Regions from separate parts of the Mus musculus genome. Here all the other regions are linked to region 3. A link is a contact called in public promoter capture Hi-C data. All regions are on one chromosome and are shown on one strand. Each heading gives the region's core, a stretch centred on a gene start, on an enhancer-like site or on the middle of the called end of the contact. The rest is flanking DNA. Distances are from core to core; before and after follow the strand shown. Region 1 holds the start of Cbll1 (Casitas B-lineage lymphoma-like 1). Region 2 holds the start of 4930480M12Rik (RIKEN cDNA 4930480M12 gene). Region 3 holds the start of Rps7 (ribosomal protein S7).

Evidence for each region. Promoter capture Hi-C pulls out the DNA fragments that hold promoters and counts their contacts. Capture Hi-C pulls out chosen DNA fragments and counts their contacts.
Region 1: a contact with region 3 is called in a promoter capture Hi-C map of adipose tissue, with 3 times the contacts expected there. The contact joins the promoter of Cbll1 here to the promoter of Rps7 in region 3. A contact is called at or near these places in 1 of 39 promoter capture datasets (pre-B cells), 6 of 484 Hi-C or Micro-C datasets (B cells, CD4 T cells, CD8 T cells and 1 more), 4 of 115 datasets of contacts at active chromatin or transcription factors (astrocytes, memory CD8 T cells, regulatory T cells and 1 more) and 2 of 9 other capture datasets (adipose tissue and liver).
Region 2: a contact with region 3 is called in a promoter capture Hi-C map of hippocampal neurons, with 6 times the contacts expected there. The contact joins the promoter of 4930480M12Rik here to the promoter of Rps7 in region 3. A contact is called at or near these places in 3 of 39 promoter capture datasets (hippocampal neurons and liver).

Annotation. Positions count from the first base shown.
Region 1 is chr12:31,498,365-31,502,134 of GRCm38.p6, forward strand. Cbll1 (Casitas B-lineage lymphoma-like 1) reads right to left here and starts at 1,252. Exons shown (of 6, transcript NM_001253847.1): 1 at 1,159-1,252. The coding sequence starts at 1,171. Gm40362 (a long non-coding RNA gene) reads left to right here and starts at 1,256. Exons shown (of 2, transcript XR_872643.3): 1 at 1,256-1,482.
Region 2 is chr12:26,208,521-26,212,533 of GRCm38.p6, forward strand. 4930480M12Rik (RIKEN cDNA 4930480M12 gene) reads left to right here and starts at 2,747. Exons shown (of 3, transcript NR_046278.1): 1 at 2,747-2,796. It overlaps Gm29687 (predicted gene, 29687), which reads right to left and starts at 1,985. Exons shown (of 5, transcript NR_131149.1): 1 at 1,883-1,985; 2 at 1,110-1,161.
Region 3 is chr12:28,634,228-28,637,992 of GRCm38.p6, forward strand. Rps7 (ribosomal protein S7) reads right to left here and starts at 1,726. Exons shown (of 7, transcript NM_011300.3): 1 at 1,629-1,726; 2 at 1,353-1,436; 3 at 1,189-1,260; 4 at 1-125. The coding sequence starts at 1,427.

The DNA of each region.
Region 1 (3,770 bases), core at 2-2,501, 2.9 Mb after region 3:
GCACTCTGAAACTTCCTACTCCATGGGCATTCATTTCTCTCTCTTTTCTTTTCTTTTCTTTTTTTTTTTTTTTTGGTTTTTCGAGACAGGGTTTCTCTGTGTAGTCCTGGCTGTCCTGGAACTCACTCTGTAGACCAGGCTTGCCTCAAACTTAGAAATTCGCCTGCCTCTGCCTCCCAAGTGCTGAGATCAAAGGCGTGCGCCACCACTGCCCGGCAAGCACCTGTTTCTAAAAGTTCTCACCACAAATTGTAAACAGCTGTTAAAGAAGAAACCAATCTGCTTGTCTCCTTTGACAGAATGAAAACTCGAAGACAAGAACGTAGTCTTATTGTTTACCATTCCACCATTCTATCTCCAAGCCTACAAGTATCTGCATGCAATTATATAACTTAGTGTTTGAAGACTGGGCGCACTCAGTCAATTCCTAAAGAAAAAGCCTTTCCTCCTGCTTGGCGATAAAACTGTCTGAAGCACTCAAAGCCAAGTGCTAAAACTAAAACCAAGAAAACGAAGCCAGCAGAAATGAGGTTTGAAGCTACTCGTAATATGCGATGTCCCCAAAAGATGCGAAAGGACCACGGCCGAAGGACCGGGCATGCTTTGAGTTCCGGTAGAAAAGATGCTCCGCTTATAACTTCGAAAACTATATCCGACTCTCTTCTCTAACCACTAGTCCGCGAAAAGCCAACAAGACAATAACCACAGGCGGTGACCACTGCAGCAGCCGCCCGAAGCCGAGAGGCAGCAGGAAGTCTCCAACCCACTCTCGCCCAGAGTCCGGACGCTTCTCCAATTCCGAGAGTGGAAAACGCCCGCCTATTTCCCCAGCAAAAGTGCAAAGCAACCGGAATGAGAACAAAAACAAAAACAAAACTGGGACCCTCCCTTTCCAACAAGTCTGCGCGGAGGAGGGTCCCGAAACGAGCTCAGCGGCACCAAAGGAGCCGTGCTGCCGGTCTCCAGGATGGAGGCACCGCTCCGGAGGGTAGGCCGGGAAGCAGCAGACTCAGCCCGGGACCGGGTCTGAGCTTGCTTCCTCTCCGCCACGTCCCGGCGCAGTGGGGCGAGCATAGCCCCTTGTGCCTGCTGGGCGACCAGTCCCACACGAGCCACGGGGGCAAGAAACTAGGACCCCCGCTGCCTCCGCCTCCTTACCAGTGTGATCCATGATTCGGCTCGCGGGGCACAGTGGGAACGGAAGTCAGTCGCTCCGGAGTCGCAGTAAGCGCCTGCGCCCTACCTTCCGGAGCGCAGAGGCGGAAGTGCGCCCGAACTGCTCTCACGGGCTTCCCTCCCTAGCCGTAGCACCCGACTCCGGCGAAGGAGTCAGACATAGCCAGGACTGAGGCGGGAAGAGGGGGAACACGAGGGTTTTGGTGTCGAGGCTGCTAGTTCTCCCCAGAGGCAGCCCTCAGCTGTAGGAATGATACTTCTCGCAGTGAGAAAGCAATAGGAACCAAAGGGAAGCGCGGCAGGCAGGTAAGCCGCCGCCCGCCCCCCTGCGGCGCGAGGCCTTCTGGGATTTGTAGTCCGCCCAGAGCGCAGTCTCAGCCGTTGGGCTGGTCCCACCCCAGCGGGCGGAGTAACGGTTTGGAATGCCCCCCGGATCCGCCGCCGGGTGTAGAGAAGTGTAAACACGCACGCTCCGTGGGTGCCCGAGGGAAGCTGTGTTAGGCGTCCGGGAGGGAGGCAAGGTCCTCATTGTCTAATTGTGCTTTGTCCTGAGGAACCCCAACGCCCACTCGACACGCGCGTTTGCCCTGGCTCCCACCGTAGTTTCTCAACTGAATCGCGTGTTACAATGCTAACTAGCCCATGGCTCTAGAGAACACCACCAGGCTCCTGGAATCCCTGCTAAAGCTGGAGGGAGCACCAGGAGGTCCCCGTTCAACGAAAATACAAAGCAGTTGTGTGCAAAGGGGGTGAAGGAGGGAAGATAGGGACCGATGGAGTCGGAGGGAGAGCGTTAGAGCTTGACTAGAAGGAAGAGATGAGAAAGGGCAGGCCCCGACTGAAGAAAAGAGAGTTACCACAACAGGCGGTACCTAGTTCCAGTTCTTGGTCCCTGGGGTCTGTGGTTGCCGCTTTCATCTTGCTCAGCCAAAACAAAGAAGAGTGTCAACGGCGACTGCTGAAGACCTTCAGAGCACCCCCCACCTCGATTTGGCTCATAATAGGTCTTCTGCCTTCCCCAGCCCTTCACACTTGAAGCTCTCGTATGAGTAGAAAGGAACACAATTAGTGGAAAACATCAGCCTAGGAGTCAAGGGATTTGGGCTCTATGCTTGTCCCTTGGTGACGACATCGTTACCTTGGGTTGTTCACGCTTTCAGTGCCAGAGTTCCTAGATCAATAAAACATTATTATGTTGGCCTTTCTTAAAAATATTTTCACAGTACTCAATTCTGAATCAAGTATGTGTAGCAATGTGTTGTGTGCGTTGCACAGTAACAACGGTGACTAACACTGCAGTGATCCTAGTGTAAGTATACCATGTTATTTAGTGATTGTCTTAATTGTGGTCTTTTCCAAGACTCCCACTCATTGCGGCTTTACAAACAAGGTTGTAGGTACACTCAAATAAGGACATTTCTAAGTCGATATCCTTTTGGTTTTGTTGTTGTTAAAAATGTAAGTTTCTGTACTACGGGGTGTTTTTCATAATTTTTCAGTTGCTGGAATTAGTCGGGTGGGGTTGGGTACTGGTATGTCTCTCAATCTAGGGCTGATGCGCTGGGCTATTTAACCACTGTCTGCTACAGAAGGAACTGGGACAAATGGCTAAGTGTGGTGCGTACTTGCTGGCCTCCAGGAGGCTTCCTCAGTATCACAATATCATAAGTACCAGTGGCTCCTCTCAGCCCCGTGGACCCTACACTTCAGCTCATGGGCTTCCCTCCCCCCCCCCCCCAGGCTTTGCTTTTCTGTATAACCCTGGCATTTGTCTTTCCCTCGTCTCTTTCCCTCCCTCCTTCCCTTCTTCCCCTCCCCTCTCTCATTCTCATTTTCCTCTCTTGTCCCTATTTCCTCTCGTGGCTGGGTCCAAACCTCTGGCCATGTTTGGTCTACTACTTCCTCTTCCTGCTCAGGGCTCACGCAGATGCCTCTGGCTGTGCTCCCCCTCATAGCTACAATGAAAACCTTACCCTCAGCCATACCCTGGAGAGGTCGTGCTTCACTTTATACATCTGGTGCTGAAAGCCTCTGGTTATACAACACCTTAGATTGCCTAAGAGCTGGCTTTTACCCAGGAAGTACTTGATAGCCACCACCCCCATCAAACTGGAGATTGATTAAAAAAATAGGTTAATGATAGTAATACTAATGACTATTAATACTAGAGAACTGGGATTTAAAAGAACTTTCAAATTGTTTTACAAACTTTTACAGTTTTCTCAGTATTTTGTGGTATATTGTTAGAAAATTTTCCTGGGGTGCCCTAAAGGCTGAGACAGGAGGATTGCAAGTTCAAAGGCAGCCTGAATTACATAGACTGTCTCGGCAAATAAAAAAGGAAACTTGCTGAAGGCTCAGTTTAGTAAACAGTGGGGCATGTCCTTGATGTGGCCCAGCACTCAGATGCCCGGCTTCTGCATCTGTGCTTTCTCCCCCCATTTATCATAGTTGCCATGTTCTATCAGTGCAGGAGTAGTATGACAAGATAGTCTCTTAAGTTCCTAAGTTGGATTATACACAGGCCTGTATGTTCTTGTTTTCAATTTTTATTGGCTGTAAAGCTAATGAGTTTTCTTGTAACATTTCCCTTT
Region 2 (4,013 bases), core at 1,497-3,996, 2.4 Mb before region 3:
GTGGGGAAGGAAGAAGTGCATACGTGTTTATGAAGGAAGATAACAAAAGGTTGGTCTAGAGAGTGTCATGTACTAGAAATAATGAAACCAGAATTTAGAGAGATAATAATCCAAGTAAATATTTTTTAGAAGATCCAGTATATAAAAACGCTAAGCCAACTTAAAAGAATCAAACAAATTCTCAATTAAGAATATAGAAATTAAACATGTACTAAACTGAATAAATGTAGTGGTCAAAACATGGTTAAATTGGTAGCAGTGCTGCAGAAATTACAAAAGAATCCATGAAGTTCTACAGAAAAATAAAGCAGACGAAACAGGACACTCAAGAGACTGTGGCTGCTAACACAAAGGCAGAGGAGGACAAAAGGAAGGGGGAAGTAATAAAAACAGCTAAGAATATTCCAGGATTCATAAGAAAGGAGAGAAAAAATAAATTCTAAATTGAGTGAGTAAAGCAGTTTTTCTCCTTAGTTGATATGCCCACTTTCGTAGGACTCATTTAAAAATATGACACAGTTGTCACAGTGCATGAACGAGAAATCAAGAAAAATTATACCTTTCTCATGTCTTAGCAAAGAAAACCAGCTCACCAGTTTCTTATGTACTCTCCCAGAAGCACCATATTTATGTACAAGTATGTATATATTAATCTTTAAATGAATACATTAAGCTTTTATTTGTTTTCAATTAATCAACTCTGCTCTCCCTCTCCCTCTTTCTCCCTCTCCCTCTTTCTCCCTCTCCCTCTCCCTCTCCCTCTCCCTCTCCCTCTCCCTCTCCCTCTCTGTGTGTGCGTGCATGTGCATCTATGTCTGTGTCTGTGTCTGTGTCTGTGTCTGTGTCTGTGTCTGTGTCTGTGTCTGTGTCCATGTCTGTATGGTTGTACTTGCCTAGGCAAAAGTGTAGAGTTTGAGGGATGCTTTTCCTCTCACCTTATGGGTTTCATGAATTAAACCCAAGCCATCAAGCATCCATGACAACTATTTTAACTTATTAAGGCTCACACTCATTTTTTAAAGATAAATAATAGAACACTATATAAACATACTTCTTAATTTTTTATAGTATAAAATTTGTTCCAAAGAAGAAATATAAAATGTACTCACCATTTTTAAGGGATATAAAGGTTTCTGTTGTGTTGATGGGTAATGATGTTCTCTGTGGGGAGAGGATACACTAGAGATTGAAATCAGAACCTTCCAATGCTAAGCACAAGCTCTGCCACTACATTGTTACCTTAATGTCTCAGCTACTTCTCTGTTGCTGAGATAAAATGCCACAACTAGAAGTGAATTATGGGAGCAAGAGTTTATTTTGGCTTACGGTTCTAGACAGGAGAAGGTACCAAAAGAAGACATCTCATACTGACTGCTGGCTTCAACACATGCATGCACAGATGTGCACACCCACCTACTACCATGATGGAGAATACATCTCACACTGGCTTCTACACATACATGTACAGTTGTGTATACCCACCCACTACACCCATACACACACGGGGGAGAGGGGTAGGAGAGAGAAAGAGAGAGAAGGAGGGAGAGGGAGGGAGGGAGGGAGGGAGGGAGGGAGGGAGGAGGAGGAGGAGGAGGAGGAGGAGGAGGAAGTCGTCACTGAGTGTCTGTCTTTTTGTTTTCTTTGTATGATGGGCTACATTTTAGAAATATAGCCATACATTCTTAGACTTCCAGAGCTGAATTTTGGCTTTCCTTTTTTTCTGTAATGCATGAGACAAAAGTATGTAGCTTTGCATGTGATTTACTTATACTGTGACAATGATAGGATCCCTCACAAGGAAATGCTCAAAACTCCTTGTATGATTCTTAGAGGAAAAGAGACCATGAGGCTCATCTGCTATCTGTGATCACTGCATGCCTACCTCACCATGTCCTCCACTTTGGTAGCTCCGAATTGGTCAAGGTTTGTCTCCGTTCCTTCATTTCCTACCCTAAGCACCAATGCTATTCCTGTAAGTGCACCCTTCTCCTTCCCTTCCACGTGAATTCCCTAAAGGCTCACACTCACTCGCTTCATGCCAGCACCTGCCTCAGCACGTGGGGGATGCTGGGAACAGGACAACAGACTCATAACGTGACATATTTAAAACAGAAAAACAAGTGTGTTGGTGGTCCAAGTCTATCCTACAGAATCCTAGATTCATATCAAACGTTAAGAAAGCAACAGGGAAAGTAAGACTAGGATGATGGGGAATCAGTCTTGTTTAAGATTGTGAAGCTTCTGGGGTTTAAGCTTGCTCTCAAACTCAAATTCCAGCATGGGCAGCCTCCTCTACCTAAGAAAATGTCCACATGGGAGGGTTTTTAGGCTCAGCAGACCCCAGGGATCTTTGACCTTCAACCTTGTGGCTCTGAGAGGCCTCTTTTACTTCCTTGGATTAAAACTAGCAAACAAACAAAATCCCTGGAGGCAATAGCAATATCAAATTACCTAGAACACCTGGGTTTAAAACAGAGGAAGAAAAAGGAGGGGGAAAAAAGAAGATAAAGTTAACAATGTTGTGCGGACAATCTTTGATTTTAAAATACTTTGTAAATTAGCACCGTAGGCTTAACCCAGCTCCTCTTCTTCTTGTGTGATGGGGTGGGTAGCTGGCTGTACTTGCTCCGCAAGGAAGTATCTCTCCCTCAAGGGCTCTGTCACCTTTGCTCTTTCTCAGTCCTGGGGCCTTATGAAGTCTTGCTGTAGTCATAGCAACAAGGGAACATCACACTCCCAGCTAATTACCAATCTTTCTGGGTAAGGAAAGAAAATTAATTTCCTCGGACGGACAAGGTAAGCCTCCACACTACAAATGTTTCTTATATTATATTTCAAAAGACAAAAATGTGGCTGTCCTTTGCTGGATTCGATCAGTAATTAGTTAGAAGCATAATTTGCATTCACAGAGTAATTGTGTTTACTTTCCAAGCTAATACAATTTTCAGGGAAAACTAGTAGATCAGCAAGAGTAAGACCCCCCACCCTGTGAGCAAAGGCCTTTATGTTTTATTTAAAGTTGTCACGTGGAGCCTGCATTTTCTTTCAGATCTCTCAAGCTGTGTGGCAGTTCCCCAAATGGCTCGTTCCAGAAACAGCTTTGGATCGTACATTTGTGTCTCATCTGTTGACAAGCATTTTAGTTTTCTACGAGTTCCCTCTAGTACTCGCCTTACCAAATACAACTGTTGGCGCGGAGTCTCCAAATGGCGGATTGATACAGTCCCACAAACCCTACACTTCGCAGTCGGATCAATCACTTTGCATTTGGCTGCAACAAAGAGAAAATGATTTCTAAAGGTGCTGACTCAGAGCTTAGTGAGATTTACTTAAATGCATTTCATATTTTAATTAAAACATATAGATGCTCCTCACTTCCTTGAGAGAAGGAATATGATATCTCTCCATAGTTTGGATGTGTGCCTTTCCCTGTGGCATCCTATTCTTTCTTCTTGCTCTAATCAGGAACCAGGCATTTGGGGGGAGAGAGCTTCTGTATACAGTATGCTATTTGATTTTCTTCTCTGGTGAGCTCTTGCATAGGCTGGAGAACAGAGATTAAAGGTGTGTATATTTAGTATCAGAAAAGCAGAGTGTATGTTTTCGCATCTCCTTTATACATTAATCAAGAGAGCTGGCTTCCAGGGAACGATTGCTGCTACCATTGGGAAAAAAACAGCAGCCTCTTAATCAGTGTTTCACTGTTGTCAGCTGGGGAGTCAGGGAGAGTTAGGAGCTACTGGGCTCCTTCCCAAAGGGCTCTCATCTCCTGATAAAACTTGTCCTTTTTCCTTCCCAATCCGGAAGCCTAGGATCCAGTATCAGCAGTACTATATGTCATATTCCAGGATATTTCATTCTTGTTCCCTTAACTGATTGGTTCTATCTAGAAAGAGGCAGATTTTTTTTTGGTCCCCCTTTTAATGGAACTGTAATTCAGATTCTGAATTTCAACAATAACAAACAAATAAACACCTGTTGGACTGATTCCTAGCCTCATAGCCTGGGCATTG
Region 3 (3,765 bases), core at 476-2,975:
TGCTTGCCACTGAACTTTTTCTCCAATTCACGAACTAGCCGGACTTGGATTTTCTGGAAAGATTTAAGCTGAGGAACTGGTACAAAAATTATGATAGCTTTCCGACCACCACCAACTTCGATTTCCTGGGAGGAAAAAATGTCTGTGTCATTTTTCAGTCCTTAACCTCCATCTTCCTCATTCAAATGGCACCACTCACAGCCAAATACCACCTGAATCAAGGACCCGCCCCCTTCTGAGGCAGAGTCCTTGTAGTCCTTGTAGTCCCAAGTGCTAAGATTAATATGCTCTGCCACAACCAGCAAACAACTCCCCCCTCAAACATTCTCCTGTGGTTTGGACATAGCCTAGGGGTTCGCAAGTTAAACCATGACGCTCATATTGAGGTTCTAAGGTGGAGCCTCCATCGCACAATCCCGGTGACTCTACAAGAGACACCAAAAGGCCAGCAGAGAGCTATGTCCATATGTCCATCATCCTAGCACTGGAGAGGTAGAGGCAGGAGGACGGAGTTCAAGGCTAGCCTCAACTACAATCCAAGTCGGGAGACCAGCCTAGGTTAGAAGAGATTCTGTCTGGTGAGTCTGATCAGACCATGACTCTGGCCATGTGCCACCTCAGGATCTCCCAACATGATTGAACCATCTAGAAAGGTCAACTTTAAATTCACCATGGCCTGGGTATCTCTGATGTAAGGCTCTTCTCCAAATTCAAAACTTTCCAACACTATGAAATTGACCAAAAAACTCAATAAAATTAACACTCTCCCTGGGTGGCTGAGCAGTGGTAGTTCAGGGCACAGGACCCAGGTTCAGTTCCCAGCACTCACAAGCATTTGTAATTCAAGTTTCAGGAACACGCAAGGTGCATGTACATTAACAGAAGCAAAATACTAACTTACAAAAACGAAACACCTGTCAAACGCCAAACTCAGAAACACCCACTGATCCTCAACCGAGTGGTACTGGGTCTAAACACTTCCAAAAAGTTAAGGTTAATGTCAGTGGGGAAAGAAAAAAAAAAAAAAAAAAGTCCAGCAATCAAGTGCAGAAGGCAGCACGGACTTAAGCGTGAGACTGGCCTGCACTGGAAGTCCCTGTCTGCTGCCCTCCCGTCTCTTGCCCCGGGAATAGAGGCTGTCAACCACCCGTGGGCAGCGAGCGAGCGCACTCCGGGGTCCCCGCTCACCTTGGCTGCGGTGATGTTGAGTTCCCGCAGCTGCGCCTTGAGATCGGAGTTCATCTCCAGCTCGAGCAGCGCCTGGGGAGACAGAGAACGTGGGCGCCATGCCGGGGGTCAGGGGACCCTGAGGTCAAGCGCGATCGCGGGGGGCACCCGGGCGACAAGCTCACCTGAGAGATGCCAGACTCGAACTCGTCCGGCTTCTCGCCATTGGGCTTCACGATCTTGGCGCTCGAGCTGAACATGGCTTCACCCTGAGGGGAGGAAGGTGCCACCGGTCACCTGGGGCGCGGGCCGCCAAAGCCGGGGCCATCTACGGGCGCAAGGCGGATAATCCGCTGCATCCCACCCCGGGGAGCAGGCTCTGCCGCCCCGGACGCCCCCCAAGAGTCTGTTCCCCCAAACTCTGCGAAAAACCGCGGCCACATTGCGGCCCGCGAACCTACCTGACGGATCGCCGGCTTAGAAAGAGGGACGGCTCTCGCGAGAACGGCTCATATCCGGGTGGCGGAAGAAAAGAGGTGGGGACAGCGGAAGTAGGTGGGTGGAAACCGGAAGCTCTTCTGAAAAGAGTTGGACCGCCTAGAGTGTACCGGAAAATAGTTCCCTACTGGGAACTAATGCGGGAGGATGAGCGTGCCGGTTTCGCTTGTTCCCGGTAGTCGTCAGCGTTCGGCTCCGTTGGTGAAAATTCTCCGCTCCCCTAGTTGGAGACCTGGGCAGAGTGGTGGCGGCCGGACGGCCCTAGGAAAAAGAAAGAAAGCAGCTTCCTTCCCCACGAAGATGGGACGTTTCAAATGTTTCATTAGTCCCCAGCTTTCTCCGCGTTTCCTGCTAACACAATGAAAGGGAATCAGCATGGTGGTGGCGCACGCCTGTAATCCCAGCACTCGGGAGGCAGAGGCAGGCGGATCTCTTGAGTTTGGGGCCAGCCTGGTCTACAAAGAGAGTTCTGGGACAGACAGGGCTACGTATACAAACCATGTATCAAAAAATGAGGTACGGGGTTGGGGCGGGAATCAGACTTGTGTTCAGCTCTTCCTATAGGGAATCAAATTAGTGAGGTAGTGTTAATTAATAGTCATTAATTCCTGGTTTTTACGTATATTGCTTGGTACAGCAGACGATTCTAGAACATGTCCAGGAACCCCTGTCTTCACAAGTATGAAGCTGCCCTGTTGAACATCTGCCGAGAATGCTAAATATGGTGGCTCATGCCTTTTCTCAGGATTCAGAGGCGGGGATCACTGTGAAGGCAGGCTTGGTCTGCGAGTGCCAGAGCTGCAATAGAGACCCTGTCTCAAAAAAAAAAAAAAAAAAAAAAAATCCATTTTCAGAGAGTACCAATAACGGAAGCTGACGGTGGGGTTAGCTGTAGAAGGCCAGGCTTCTGCCTGCCTGGGCTACCTGCAAAACAGGGACAGTTAAGCCCTAAAAGGTGGGGAGAGCAAGGAAGCCAGGTCAGTGAGAAACACTAAAACAGAATGAACCTTTAATCTCAACACTCGAGAGGGAGAGGCAGAGGCAGACAGATCTCTGAGTTTGAGGCCAGCCTGGTCTACAGGACAGCCAGGGCTACATAGAGAAACCTTGTCTGGAAAAACCAAAAGGGAGAAAAAAAAAAAAAAAAAGAATGAAGACAGCCCTGGGAGAGCACTCTCTATAGTGGAGCAATTTCCTTTAGTCAGGGCATTGTCAGAAAAAAAGAGACAGACAGACAGATTAGGAACAGTAAGTCAGAAAGATCTGAGGATGGGAAACAACAAACTCATCAAAGCAATGTTTACTGAAGAAATGCCCACCACTGCTGACTGTCACCCTAACTTCATGTGCCCTGTGAGGCTCTGCTCTAGACAGGCAATACAAGCACACCTGATTCACATGTAGTTGAATAGCCTGTTTTAGCCTAGAAGCTGGTTACTAAAACCAAGTGAATCCTTGTCATCACGGAAAACACAGTTTGGTAAAGACATTATGTAAATACATGATGAAATATACAGGACTGGAGGGATGGCTCAGTGGGTCAGAGAGCGATGACTGCTCTTCTGAAGGTCCTGAGTTCAAATCCCAGCAACCACATGGTGGCTCACAACCATCCGCAATGAGATCAGATGCCCTCTTCTGGTGTGTCTAAAAACAACTACAGTGTATTTACGTATATTAAATAAATAAATTTTTTTAAAAAATAAATATACAATATTTTGTTATGGCTTGCATAACAAAAAAATGTGCGAAAGTGTAAGGAGGACAGATGTACACTTTAGGGAGTTAGGAAAGCCTTTGAAAGGGATGATAGAGCTGGGCATGATGGCGCACACCTTTAGTCCCAGCACTTGGGAGGCAGAGGCAGGCAGATTTCAGAGTTCGAAGCCAGCCTGGTAGTGAGTTCCAGGACAGCCAGGGCTATACAGAGAAACCCTGTCTCGAAAAACCAAAAAATAAAATAAAATAAAATAAAATTTAAAAAAAGAAAGAAAGGGATGATAGTACTACCCTGGGACATGAAGGAGCAGTTAGGACCCAGTCACTTGGCACCAGGTACATTTCACCCTTACACCACATTCTGGAGCAGAGATAGATTAT